Regions from separate parts of the Mus musculus genome. Here regions 1 and 2 are each linked to region 3. A link is a contact called in public Hi-C data. All regions are on one chromosome and are shown on one strand. Each heading gives the region's core, a stretch centred on a gene start, on an enhancer-like site or on the middle of the called end of the contact. The rest is flanking DNA. Distances are from core to core; before and after follow the strand shown.

Region 1 (4,003 bases), core at 1,128-3,627, 38 kb after region 3:
GAAAGGGAGGACAGAGCTCAAGCTTAGCTACAGCAGGCCATCATTTCCCTCTGAAGCCTTTGAAGGACATATTCAAGGTCCTTTTATAAAGCTTTGCTTCTAATGCAGTGAGTTATAGCAGACTGAATTATAAGTAAGAATAGCTTCAAACAAGAAGCTTCTGCCTAAGAAACCAACTCAGACCTCCCCATAGACAAAGAGCTGAATATGAGGTTACCATGAAAGACCATAGCTGTACCTTGGCTTCTGCAATACAGCTAACTCTCTGCCATTGTAAAGTTACTAGACTTTTATTTAGTGGGAGAACAAAGAGAGGTTAATATAATTAACATTACTTAAGACATCTGCCAAGTTGGAGAGTAGTAATGCTGGCCCAGTGACTAACAGCTAAGGGTCAAGGTTAATAGCTTACAAAACTGTGATTGCAGATAGACAAAGGAGGGCTTCTACCACCCTTAAGTGGGGGCAGCACATGAACAACACAGGACTGCTTCCTGGTTGGGCCAGGCAGACATGCATGTAGTCCCTCCATTTGTTCAGTCCATGATAGCCCAGATGATTAACCAATCTAAATATAGAATACCTCAGGCCTTTCCAGTTTCTGCCAAGGTCCTATAAAAACCACTATATAAAGGAGTTCAGGGACTTCTCCTTCCCTTGAGAATGCCTTCCACCACTAGGAATTTCTCTCCCTCTTTTTTTTTTCTTTATTCTTTATTTTTTCTTAATTTCTGTTGTAGAATATATTTAATCTCAATCAGGGACTTTAATTCTGCCTTTGATCATTCAACACGCAGATAAAAATCACACAACTTTTATTATTTACAGTAAGCTTTTATCAGAACTAAATCTGAGCAGATATCTACCCTCTATGCAATTAAAATCTACTTTCCTATTGATAACCCCAAGTTATTACTTACTATATTTATCTAGGCTACCCTGATTAGCCAGCACTCATGGCCACAATTTTAAGATTCCTACCCCATGGCATTTTCTCCTCTCTCCACCTCCTCTATCTCTACTCTTGGTTCTCCTCTGACCTCTCCTGGTCTCTCCTCACTCCTCTCTATTATTCAGCCTCAAAACCCACCTACCTCTAATAGTAATTGGCTGTAGACAATTTTATTTAACCAATAGTTTTAAATCAAAGAACAAGGTTTACACAACAAAAGCCTGTAAATGTGAGAATTCTCTCATAGGCCTAGACCTTCAGGTACAGAATTTAGCATTACAATTAAGACATCTGCCAAGTTGGAGAGAAGTAATGCTGGCCCAGTGACTAACAGCTAATGGTCAAGATTAATAGCTTACAAAACTGGAATTGCAGATAGAAAAAGGAGGGCTTTTACCACCCCTAAGTGGCAACAGACCAAACCTCAACAATGTCTCTTAATGTACTCTGCATATACCCATTAGAGCCAATGAGAGAACAGATAGCCATCTCAGGTTGATCTTTGGTGACCATTAAATGTTCAATACCTCACGATCCTGTGTCAAGCACAAGAGGGCTGAGAAAGATCCAATCATACTCAAAAACCCTTCAATTAAAAACAACAACAAAAAAAAAAAATGAAAAGTATAACAAATACTGATGAAAGTATAGAGAAGAGGATGTAAAAACCTACTCATAAACTGTGGGTAAGTATGCAAACATGTACAACCATAGCAAATAATATGCAAATTCCTCAAGAAATGTAATAGATGTATCATATTATCCACCAATCCTGCTTCTGTGTCTAACAGATGTTAACCAGCATTCAATGATACATCTGTACCCCTGTGACTATTGCACAGGAGTACAGGTGTATCATTGTACCTATTCACAACAGCCAAGAGTCAGAATCAACCTAGGTATCTGTTGGTGGATGAATGGACAGTGCCCTACCAGTTATTCAATGGAATAAAAAAAGGGCAAATTGATAGAAAGGACAGCATTATATCAAGTAAAATAAGGCAGGCACAAAGCAACAAATGCTGCATATTCTCACTCACATGTAGAACCTAAACGAGTTGATTTCAATGAAGAAAAGAGTACAATACAATGAGCAGAGTCTAGAAATGGGACAAATAAGAAGAGCTGGAAAGTGAAAGGAAATTCAGTTGAATAGGACTGAGCTCTGGTGTTCTACAGCCCAGTAATGTGAACACAGTTTATAATAACATAGACATTTTGTTAAGAACTAGAAGAGGGGAGGTAAAGAAAGCCTCAAACACAATGACGGGGCAGGAAGATGGAAATACTAAGTACCTGGTTTGATTGTCATATAGGGTGTACACATGCTGAATCATTAAGTGACCTCCCATGAGTAACATTTACTCCTGCTAAAATGACAATATAAACAGGACCGTTCAGACTGTGCTACAGGAAGTAAGCTAGTACAACCACAAAGAAAACTGACAGTTTCTTATGAACATTTGCACTACAGCACAGCAATTCCTCTCCTGGGAAATCATGCAAATGAAATGCAAGCATACGCCTACAAAACGACTTTCAAAGAATGTACAAAGAAGCTTTAAGACAAGAGCCAAAATTATAAAACCAGCCACATTCATCAGAAGATGTTGCATCTATAGTAATACATTGGAATGCAGCCTAGCCACATGCAAACATGAGCTTGTAAAGCATACTACATACTCACTGAATAATGTTGAAGACTAGCAAACTACTCACACACATAAGAGAACATATTCTATGACTCCATTCAAAACAAGCAACAGTGATAGAAACAGAAACTATAGTTGCTTTGCAATGACCATAAAACTACAAACTCTTTCAATAAAGAAATAATTTCAGGAAAAGGTCTTGCTGGTGGACAGGAGACAGGTGGAGGTCAAAATGTAGCTAATGTAGCTAACAAGAGGCCCCCAGTTTAGATGGCGGATCTGCCAGGATTCACACCAGAGGAGTTATATTTAGTAGAGCTTACAAAACTAGGATGCTAGTAGTTGCTGCTCCCAACAATTGAGTAACCTGTTGATTCTGAACTAAGTTTGTGTGCTGTTTTCCTTCACAGGGTGAATCAACTGGGTTCTAGAGAGAAAGGTATGGTGGTAAAACGTAGGTTTGCAAGAAGTGCACCCTAGGGCTGGCATGGTAGTGACCCACCAGTGGGAATTTAGAAAGCTAGATGGAAAGATTAGGAGCTCCAGGTCAGGGAGTCTCCATGAGATGAGAACAGGCCAGGCTGGCCAGTCCTCCCATGCCTGCTGGCATAGCATGGATTGCTTTTTTAATATTTCAGAGGACATCCAACATGGCAGACAAGAATCCACTAGAAATTTAAGATTCTTAGTCTATAGTTAGAAACTTAGTTAGAAATTTGGAGTTTTGGGTGAGCAGAGTGGAGTCAAGTCACATCACTCAAGCACAGGAACCTTGAAACAAAGAAAGAGGGCTCTGAGGTCCCCTGCCGTGAAAAGAAAGAAGATGGCTGCTCTGGGTCAAAGAACCAGAGAGTGGAAGCTGCCTACTTCTTGGGGGCAAATATTGATTTTAATATAAAGTTGGGATTATTTGCTTTTAGGATAGACTTATAGAGATATTTTATCCAAATCATGTGGGGAATTTTGCCCACAGTTCAGAACTAAGATAGGGAAAATCAGTCACTGGCTCCAAATAGAGAGCAGTGATAAGTGCCTGCTATGAACAGGTATTGATTAAAGTCTGTGGCTCCAAATAGAGAGCATAACAGATAGATGGTTTATTAAAGTCACCAGAAAACTCATATTCTTTGAATGTGGACTCCACGAAAATTTTGGGTTAATTTCCTGGCATGACAGAATAGAAAAAGTCTAAGAATAGGCTCGTACGCTATTTTAGTTTACTTTATTTGTTTTGGATTGTTCTAATTTTCAAAATGGGTGTTGTGATTTTGAGTTTTGAGGTTACATTATTCCTCTAGAAGAGAGGTCAAGCTAAAGGTTTTTCTGGTTACTGACTCAAGGACATGCTATTTTGGAAGAAAGGTTTTGTCTTTGTGTTCTTAGAAAAGGTGATTAGTGT
Region 2 (3,661 bases), core at 104-2,603, 61 kb before region 3:
GACTGGGTTACCTCACTCAGGATGATGCCCTCCAGGTCCAACCATTGTTTTTAATAGCTGAGTAGTACTCCGCCAGACTGATTTCCAGAGTGGTTGTACAAGCTTGCAATCCCACCAACACCCCTATTTTTTTAGATGGAATTGAAAGCACAGGTCTATCACTTTAGAACACATATTTGGCCATTTTTCAGGGTGTTCAGTAAATAGGTATAAATGTCTCAACCATTCTCTTTAAAGTATTTTATCTAGAAGATATCAAATCAAACTACTCACAAAGAATACCTGTATGAAAATATCGATTGCCATTTATTTTATTCATCATAGTTGAAACTGGGAAGACAACAAGTATCTGTCAACACGGGCAGGCTTAAGTAAATGTGCAATTTCTCTCTCACAGTTGGCACACAGTATGAACGAATCTCCGAAACCTCATGCCAGTGCAGGAATCATACACCTACATCACCCCATTTCCAGAAAGGTCAGGGACCAATGAAATGAGAAAAGCTAAAAAACCAGCAGTTGCATCCTGGCTCCAGGCTTAGATAGGACATTGGGGACAAAGAAAGAAAACAAGGCAAGTTTCTGGCTGATGAAAATATTGTTTCAACAGAGGAATGTCTGGCAAAAATCAAATTGGCTACTTAGGATCTGTGCATTTCACTGTGTGTATAGAACCTCAAAAACGTTTAAATATTATTCTGTTTCATGAGTTAGAGTTTTTAGGAACATGAACCAAGGACTCTGAAAACAATTGTGTGTTGTAGCCTGTAATGGTTTAAATGGCAATGGCTCCCCTAGGCTCTTATTTGAATATTTAATCTCCAGTTGGTTAAAATGCTTGGGAAAGATTAGGGGGTGTGGCTTAAAGCAAATGTGCCACTAGGGGGTGGGTTTTGAGGCTCCAAAAGTTGAAACCATTCCAAGTCAGTTCTTTCTCTCTGCCTCATGGCTTTGAATCAGATGCACTACTACTCAGCTACAAATTCAGCACCATGCTGTCTGCCACAGTGGACTGCCCATCTGGAAAGATGGCTCCCCACTTAAATGCTTTCCTTAATAATTCACAGTGTCTTGTCATGACAGTGGGAAAGTAACCAAGACATGGATATAAGCAAAATAAACTTAAAGGAACCCAGGATTCTAGCTGTTGAGAAATGGGGTTACAAATATCGAAAAGAAACATACAGGAATGTACCCAATGTACTCAATGTACCCAGTGCTTACAAGTTATCAGCTCGAATTGCAATTATAACCTCAGAGTATACAGAACAAATACTCAGCATGTATGGATCCCAGATCTCAGTTTCAAAATATCATCCTCTATCAAAAAAAAAAAAAAAAAAAAATCAAGGAACCCTAGAGGAAAAGCTAACTGAAGAGCCAGGGCACAGAGAATACAAGGAACCCAGAGCAGCTTCTACACAGCCACAGTGGTGAGGAAACAAATACTCAGAGAATGAATGGCAACAGAAAGGACAGTACAGCAGCCAAAGTGAGACTCCCTGGGCTATATCTGCATCAAAATAAAAGTCAGCATTAATGACTAAACAAGGAGTCACTTCTAGTTAGCTTTAACTATTAGCTTGATACAGACTAGAAATACCAGAAGGAGTCTCAGTTGAGCCCAGATCTTATTGAGCTGTAGGGTCTGTCCTCAGAGCATTTGCTTAATTGCTAATTGAGTCAGGAGTGCCTGGTGTATGTACTATGGGTCGTACCATCCCTAGGAAGGGGTGTAAATACTCTACAGGAAACCCAGATGAGCAGATGCATAGGAGCCAGCCCCCATTCCTCTGTGGTCCACTTCAGTTCCTGCTTTAGTGCCTGTCCTCACTTCCATCAATCATGAAATAGGACCTGCAATTTTAAGACAAAAATAAAAATAAAATCTCTTCTACCTTTTAGTTTCTTTTTGTTATAGTATTTATTGCCAACAACAGAAAAAGAAACCAGGAGAGAATCTAACAGTATGATACAAACAAAAGGGGAAGATAGAGAAGACCTGCTTTCAACAAAAGGTTAAGAGATTAAACAGAAGGAATGGCGAGGTTAGAAAACTACTAATGATTGCTACAACTATTCAGTGAAAGTCAAATGAAGACAAGGATATTTATACAGTCTGAATATATCACTAGACACACTGATAACTGATTTTATACTATTTTGGTGAAAAATCCTAGCAGACCCGAAATGACCAACAGTCACCTATACAGGTACAAGGTGAAAGCTTCTTATGATGCACTCGGAAAGACAACAAACTCCTAAGAAAGGTAAGATAAAGAAAGACAGAATGGGGACTGAGGGAGCTCAGTCAATAAAGTACATCCCACTGAAGCATAAAGACATGATTTCAGATCCCTGGAACCCATATAAAAGCTAGGAAAGTAGCTTTATCACAGCCCAGTATTGAGGGTGGAAAACAAACAGGGACTTTCGAGGAGCTCATTGGATGGCCAGCCCATCCAGGCCACCGGTAGCTCAGGTTCAGTGATACCCCACCTCAAAAAGTAGAGAGGACCACAATCAAGGAAGACACCTGACTCTGTGGTGTCCACATGATTTGCACACGTTTACCTACACCTGCATGAACACACATGCACATTCACAAATATGTTCACATGAACACACAAAAAAAGATAGGACCAAGGAATCATCCCAGAGTGACGAGGGTAAAGAGGCCCGGCAATGTTTCTAAGTTGTGTTTGGACTGGGGAAATATAACTATAATTCTCATCATTCAAACTCCTGGTATTGCCTAAATGTAGATGCTGGTTAAATAGGAATCATGTGTCTGGGAAGTTTCTTAACTTTAAATTAATGAAAATAATAAAAGTAAATTGGGTTTTACTTTTCATTAAGCAATCCTGGGTTAAAAAACTGTAACACACAGGCATTTCTTTTAATCATATCATAGATATGACAAGAATTAGAATAAGCAGCATGCAGAGAGAATTATTATAATCAACAAGATAAAGACACAAAGTTTATTAGGAAAAGCAAAAGGGTATTTCCCTTAGCCAGAGAGATCATATGATGCCTTCATGAAAAGAGAGATTTCATCTGTGGGCTGGACCTCTACAATCACACAGAACAAAATAGACTAGGGATCTAACTCTAGTAAAGTGCTTCTTGTGCATGCAGGGTGCCCTGGAGTCAATCCCACAAAAGAGAAGGAGGAAGGCAGGGAGGGAAGGAGGGAGTGAGGGAAGAAGGGGCAGAGGGTCAAGCAGACAAATGGATAGACAGGTAGATGGGCAGACTGACTAAAGAAAAAAAGCATAGAGGTGCTCTGCAGATGGAACACTGTGAAGCAAGGCACTGAGAAGCAAATTGGAACATTTGTAGGAATTGGGGAAACAGTTGTGGTTAAAGGTAGACAACACGAGAAGAAACCATACGGGTAAAGGCCAGATCATTTCAGAGCTTTGAGTTCCAAACGTCTATCTCCAGAATGATTGAACGCTTTGGCCGTAGGAGAAATCCCTACTTCACACCAAAAGACAAGAGGCTAGTCCAGATTTCCCTAGATAAGGAAAACATCTATAAAGGTCCTATCATAAGACCACTTGTGGAGAGAGCTAATAAGCACTAAGTGGGTCAAACAGCATATTTATCAGCTCATCGTTATTAACATTTCTCTATGCTGAGAACATATAGCCTT
Region 3 (3,920 bases), core at 1,064-3,563:
CTCCTATAGATTTTATCTTCTTTCATTTTTAAAGGGAAAAAAATCAAAATTAAGATCTAAAAGCGTGGATCACATACAATTTCTAAAACCAAGTCGATGAAAGGCTGGAATTGGGATGAGCATCGCCTTCTTGTACATTCTGTCACCCCCATGCCTCAGTTCTGTATGATTATAGTCTAGAAATAGGGATGTAGCTCAGTTGGTAGAGTGCTTGCTTAGAATAAAAGGGGCCCTAGGTTTCATCCACACCACTATATAAACTGGATGTGGTGACCTCTATCTGTAATCCTAGCAACTGGGGTATGGAGGCAGGAGGATAAGAAACTCATTACCCATCACCAGCTACATAAGGAGTTTGAACCCAGCTTGGGTTAAGAGAATGAATATATATATATATATATATATATATATATATGTATATATGTATATATATATGTATGTATAAATATATATACATATATATACGTATATGTATATATATATATATATATGCATCTCTTCTAGTGGCCTTGACCTTTCTACTTCAAAAATAGTCTTCAATTCTTCACTACTAAGAATTAGTGTTGCAAGGAACTTGGAACTTCACTTCGTTAAAGAAACGTGTGCTATAAACTGTGTCTGGGCAACTGGACAATAAAGCTTATCTTGCCACAACAGTTGTGGATGTCCAAAAAGTTGAATTCTATAGAACCCCATACACTGGTTTATTCCCAGGTGACAAGTGGCAGGATACATATCGAACCAATACTAGCACAAGCTGAAATTATGCACAGCTGTTTGTTTGCCAAGACTTTGCCCCGATTCACTAGCTACAGTACAGCTGCATATTCACACCCAAGCTTGCCATCTGACTTTCCATCATTGTGGGCTGCCCTGGGGCATGTATTGTAAGAGAAGAAGATGAAAACCCAGGGATGATGGATGGTGTCTAAAAGGAGGATACTCTCATTCCGAAGTGGTTCCAGCAAGCACAGAAACAGAATCTTGCCGTTCTTCTCAAAAGAAGCTAATGGCTAACCTATTTTTGCTGGATACCTATAAAGAACCTGTCACCCTGATTCCTAGCAATCTTCCTTAAAACAGCGTGTGTGCCTCACCTCTTCTCCAACAGAATCACTCAAAGTAGGTCAGAAATGTTACTTCCTTCCCCTCATTGATTTTCATTAAAAGAAGGCACTTTCTGGAGCATGAAAGGCAAAGGTAAACACACAAAGCAACTTCCAGTGACACCCTCTAGAAATTGTTGGCACAGTAAGTCTCGTTTTTCCCAAAAGCAGGAGAAAGATCTAATCACCCAGAATGTACCCTTCTTGGCTATAAAGCAGCAGTGATCTTAAACTGTAAAGTACTCAGCTACAGGACTTCAACCAGGTGAAGAACCTCCCCAAAGGAACATATTTGCTTTGCCCATTCTAATTTTCTACATCACCAACCCGCCTCTTTCCTAAGTACTTTCTTCTCTGCCTTCTTCACATCCATGTCTTGCCAGAATGTCAAGAGACCACACTGTTCTGTATTTGAAAGCTGAGAGCTTGAGAATTGGATGAAAGCATTTGTGGAGACTGGGGAGCAGAGAAATCAGGAGAGGGAGGGTGAGTATCTAGGTCTCTCAAAAGCTATAAAGCCTTAGTTTTCTAAATCCTATGGGGCAGGGCTTCCCCAGTCTCCTCCCCTTCCTGAAATTTCTTTCTCAAACCCAGGTCCTGAGACCTGGCTCTCCAAAGGGGGCGCAGCAAAGTCCTTCAGAAACCCCCAAACACCAGCACGGAGAGAAATACACCACCAGAAAGACAGAAAGCCTCTACACCCGCTCCTAGCCAGCTAGCAGGGGCGAGCAACTTCATCCCTGGGCAAAACGAACGCCCCTGTCCTCCAAACCCGAAAAAGGTGATGGTCACTCTGAGCCCAGGTCCCCGAGATCGCCCCACCCCACACCCCGCCTCAAACTCCAAGTGGGGACCCGGTGCTGCTCACCTCTTGGCACGCAGGAAGCGGGCGGCCAGAGGAGGACGAGTCTCCAGCCCAAACTGCCTGGCAGCCTGCGAGCGCCCAGCAGCAAATCCAGGCGGGGCTCCAGGGCAGCGAGAGCGCGCGGCGGGGACCCCCGGCCGGTCGCCCCCGATCCCTGCCTTTCGCCCGCCGCAGGGTGAGCAGCAGCATCCCGGCACTGAATGGACTCCGGCGAGGAGTCTGGGAAGCGAGGACCGTGCTCTTGCCTCCTCTGGGCTCAGCTCAACTGGGCTGATCTGCACGCTTACAGCTCGGCCGCTCGCAGCGCGGGCAGCCGGCGCCCGAGCTCCCGTCACGCCAGAGGGAGGGACCGTGGGACGCGGGCGCGGCGCGGGGGCGGGACGTGGGGCGGGGACGCGGGAGCCGGGAGCAGGTGGCGCGGGCTGCGGCTGAGGCCCAGCCCAGCACGCGTGGAGCGGTGGCGCTGCCAACCGCGCAGGAGCCTTGTGACAAGATTGAGGGATTCAGAGAGACCAGAGACTCCGGAGTGTCGCTCCTCTCTAGACCCCTGTCGACACCCTAGGGATATCTCTTATAAGGATCCACGCCTCAGAATGAATTTCTACAAGATTAGGGTTTGCTGAAATGGCAGAGAGGAAAGAGGCCTGAGGTTTGTAGTATTGAGCTCGGTTATCTCATCTATTTAATGAAAATGATAACAGTAGCCACCACGTGAGGTCGCCATGCGGGTTAATTAAGTTGATGTGCACAAAGCTCTTGGAAGGGTGCCTGCCTCACAGTAGATGGGAAAAAAGTGGTGGTACCAAACCTACTTCCTGCTGATTTAGGTATTATTTCATACAGATGTGTAGCTTTTGGCGAACAAACCTTTTTGCTTCTGGGAAAGCATTTATCCTGTACAAAAGCTGCAGTGGTGGTCTATTTTATGTGACCCACACGCACACACTAGGCAGTGAAGGGTGATATGTCAATGGGAGGAGCTCAAGGATCCTCTGACCCAACTGACACACTAAATATAAATGGACCTGAATATGTCTGCAGCAGCTACGTTCACTCAAATATATATACATTTCCTTTCGGTTTTCTTCCACTTACAGTTTAGGAGTAGCCAAACAGGTAGGTGGCTCTGTTATCGCTTCGGTTTTTATTTCCTTTGTTTGTTTTTTTATTCTTTAATCCACCAAGAATTTATGTGAGCCAAATTTATATTATCTTTGTCAACAATTAACCATATGTCTATGAATTAAAAACACTTTCTTTATTAAAACAAAGCCCATTTTATTCAACATAAGTAGATTAAAGTACAGATTTGCCTAAATAGCATTCTTTGTAACTCTCAATTAATAATTTCCTCTTAAAGGATTAAACAGCTTAGAGTTACTAAGTATACATTGCTTTTCTTTTGTGCAGGGTACATCAGAGGTGAACTTCAGTAACACACAACAGTCACAGAACTACATCAACAGCACCACAGCTACAGGCATACGTTCTACATAGATTTTTCTTCTTGCAAGTAAACCAGATTGCAATATTAAATGACCAAAAAATTTAAATCCTCTAAGCACAAAAATGTTAGTAAGTATGAATTCAAGTAGCGAATGTTTGAAACATAAATTTTATGTAAGCGGAATGAAATATTATAAAAGTGTTTCTATATGAACCTCGGAATGAGAACAATTCTAGAAAATGTGCGTGTGGATTATGCACTCCGGAACACGGATATTCTTGAAAACAATTTGACAGCATACTAAAATATTTTTACTCAGTCAGGGAACATGATGGAAGAGGAGACCAAACAAATATAAGAGCCAGAAGGAAGATAAAGAGGAGGGCTGCCTCAGGCTATCTCTAAGTACCACATAGCCTTCACAGTCCTGAATTCACATCAGCCACGCCCAGTGCACTGGGCTGTTAACAGGAAATCATGGGTCCCAGGGGACTGTAGCTCT

Evidence for each region. A called contact is a pair of places that touch in the nucleus more often than the background predicts.
Region 1: a contact with region 3 is called in a Hi-C map of pre-B cells, with 2.5 times the contacts expected there. The contact joins the enhancer-like site here to the promoter of Elapor2 in region 3. A contact is called at or near these places in 1 of 39 promoter capture datasets (pre-B cells), 1 of 15 datasets of contacts at CTCF or cohesin (the NIH/3T3 cell line), 1 of 484 Hi-C or Micro-C datasets (pre-B cells), 2 of 115 datasets of contacts at active chromatin or transcription factors (both in embryonic stem cells) and 3 of 9 other capture datasets (adipose tissue, liver and pancreatic islet).
Region 2: a Hi-C map of the N1E-115 cell line shows a contact between it and region 3, with 5 times the contacts expected there. The contact joins the enhancer-like site here to the promoter of Elapor2 in region 3. A contact is called at or near these places in 1 of 484 Hi-C or Micro-C datasets (the N1E-115 cell line), 1 of 115 datasets of contacts at active chromatin or transcription factors (embryonic stem cells) and 1 of 9 other capture datasets (pancreatic islet).

What each region holds. Positions count from the first base shown.
Region 1 is chr5:9,226,150-9,230,152 of GRCm38.p6, reverse strand. No RefSeq gene overlaps it. Among named protein-coding and RNA genes, the nearest start is that of Elapor2, 38 kb to the left of the region's middle. Within about 2 kb of position 2,377, at least 18 of the 459 cell types and tissues checked have an H3K27ac peak or open chromatin away from gene starts, as enhancers often do. A contact at or near this core is called in pre-B cells, where this site is marked.
Region 2 is chr5:9,325,078-9,328,738 of GRCm38.p6, reverse strand. The region is part of intron 1 of Elapor2 (endosome-lysosome associated apoptosis and autophagy regulator family member 2); the gene reads right to left. Among named protein-coding and RNA genes, the nearest start is that of Mir879, 49 kb to the left of the region's middle. Within about 2 kb of position 1,353, at least 1 of the 459 cell types and tissues checked has an H3K27ac peak or open chromatin away from gene starts, as enhancers often do. A contact at or near this core is called in the N1E-115 cell line, where this site is marked.
Region 3 is chr5:9,264,511-9,268,430 of GRCm38.p6, reverse strand. It overlaps Elapor2 (endosome-lysosome associated apoptosis and autophagy regulator family member 2), which reads right to left and starts at 2,313. Exons shown (of 22, transcript NM_172706.4): 1 at 1,975-2,313. The coding sequence starts at 2,160.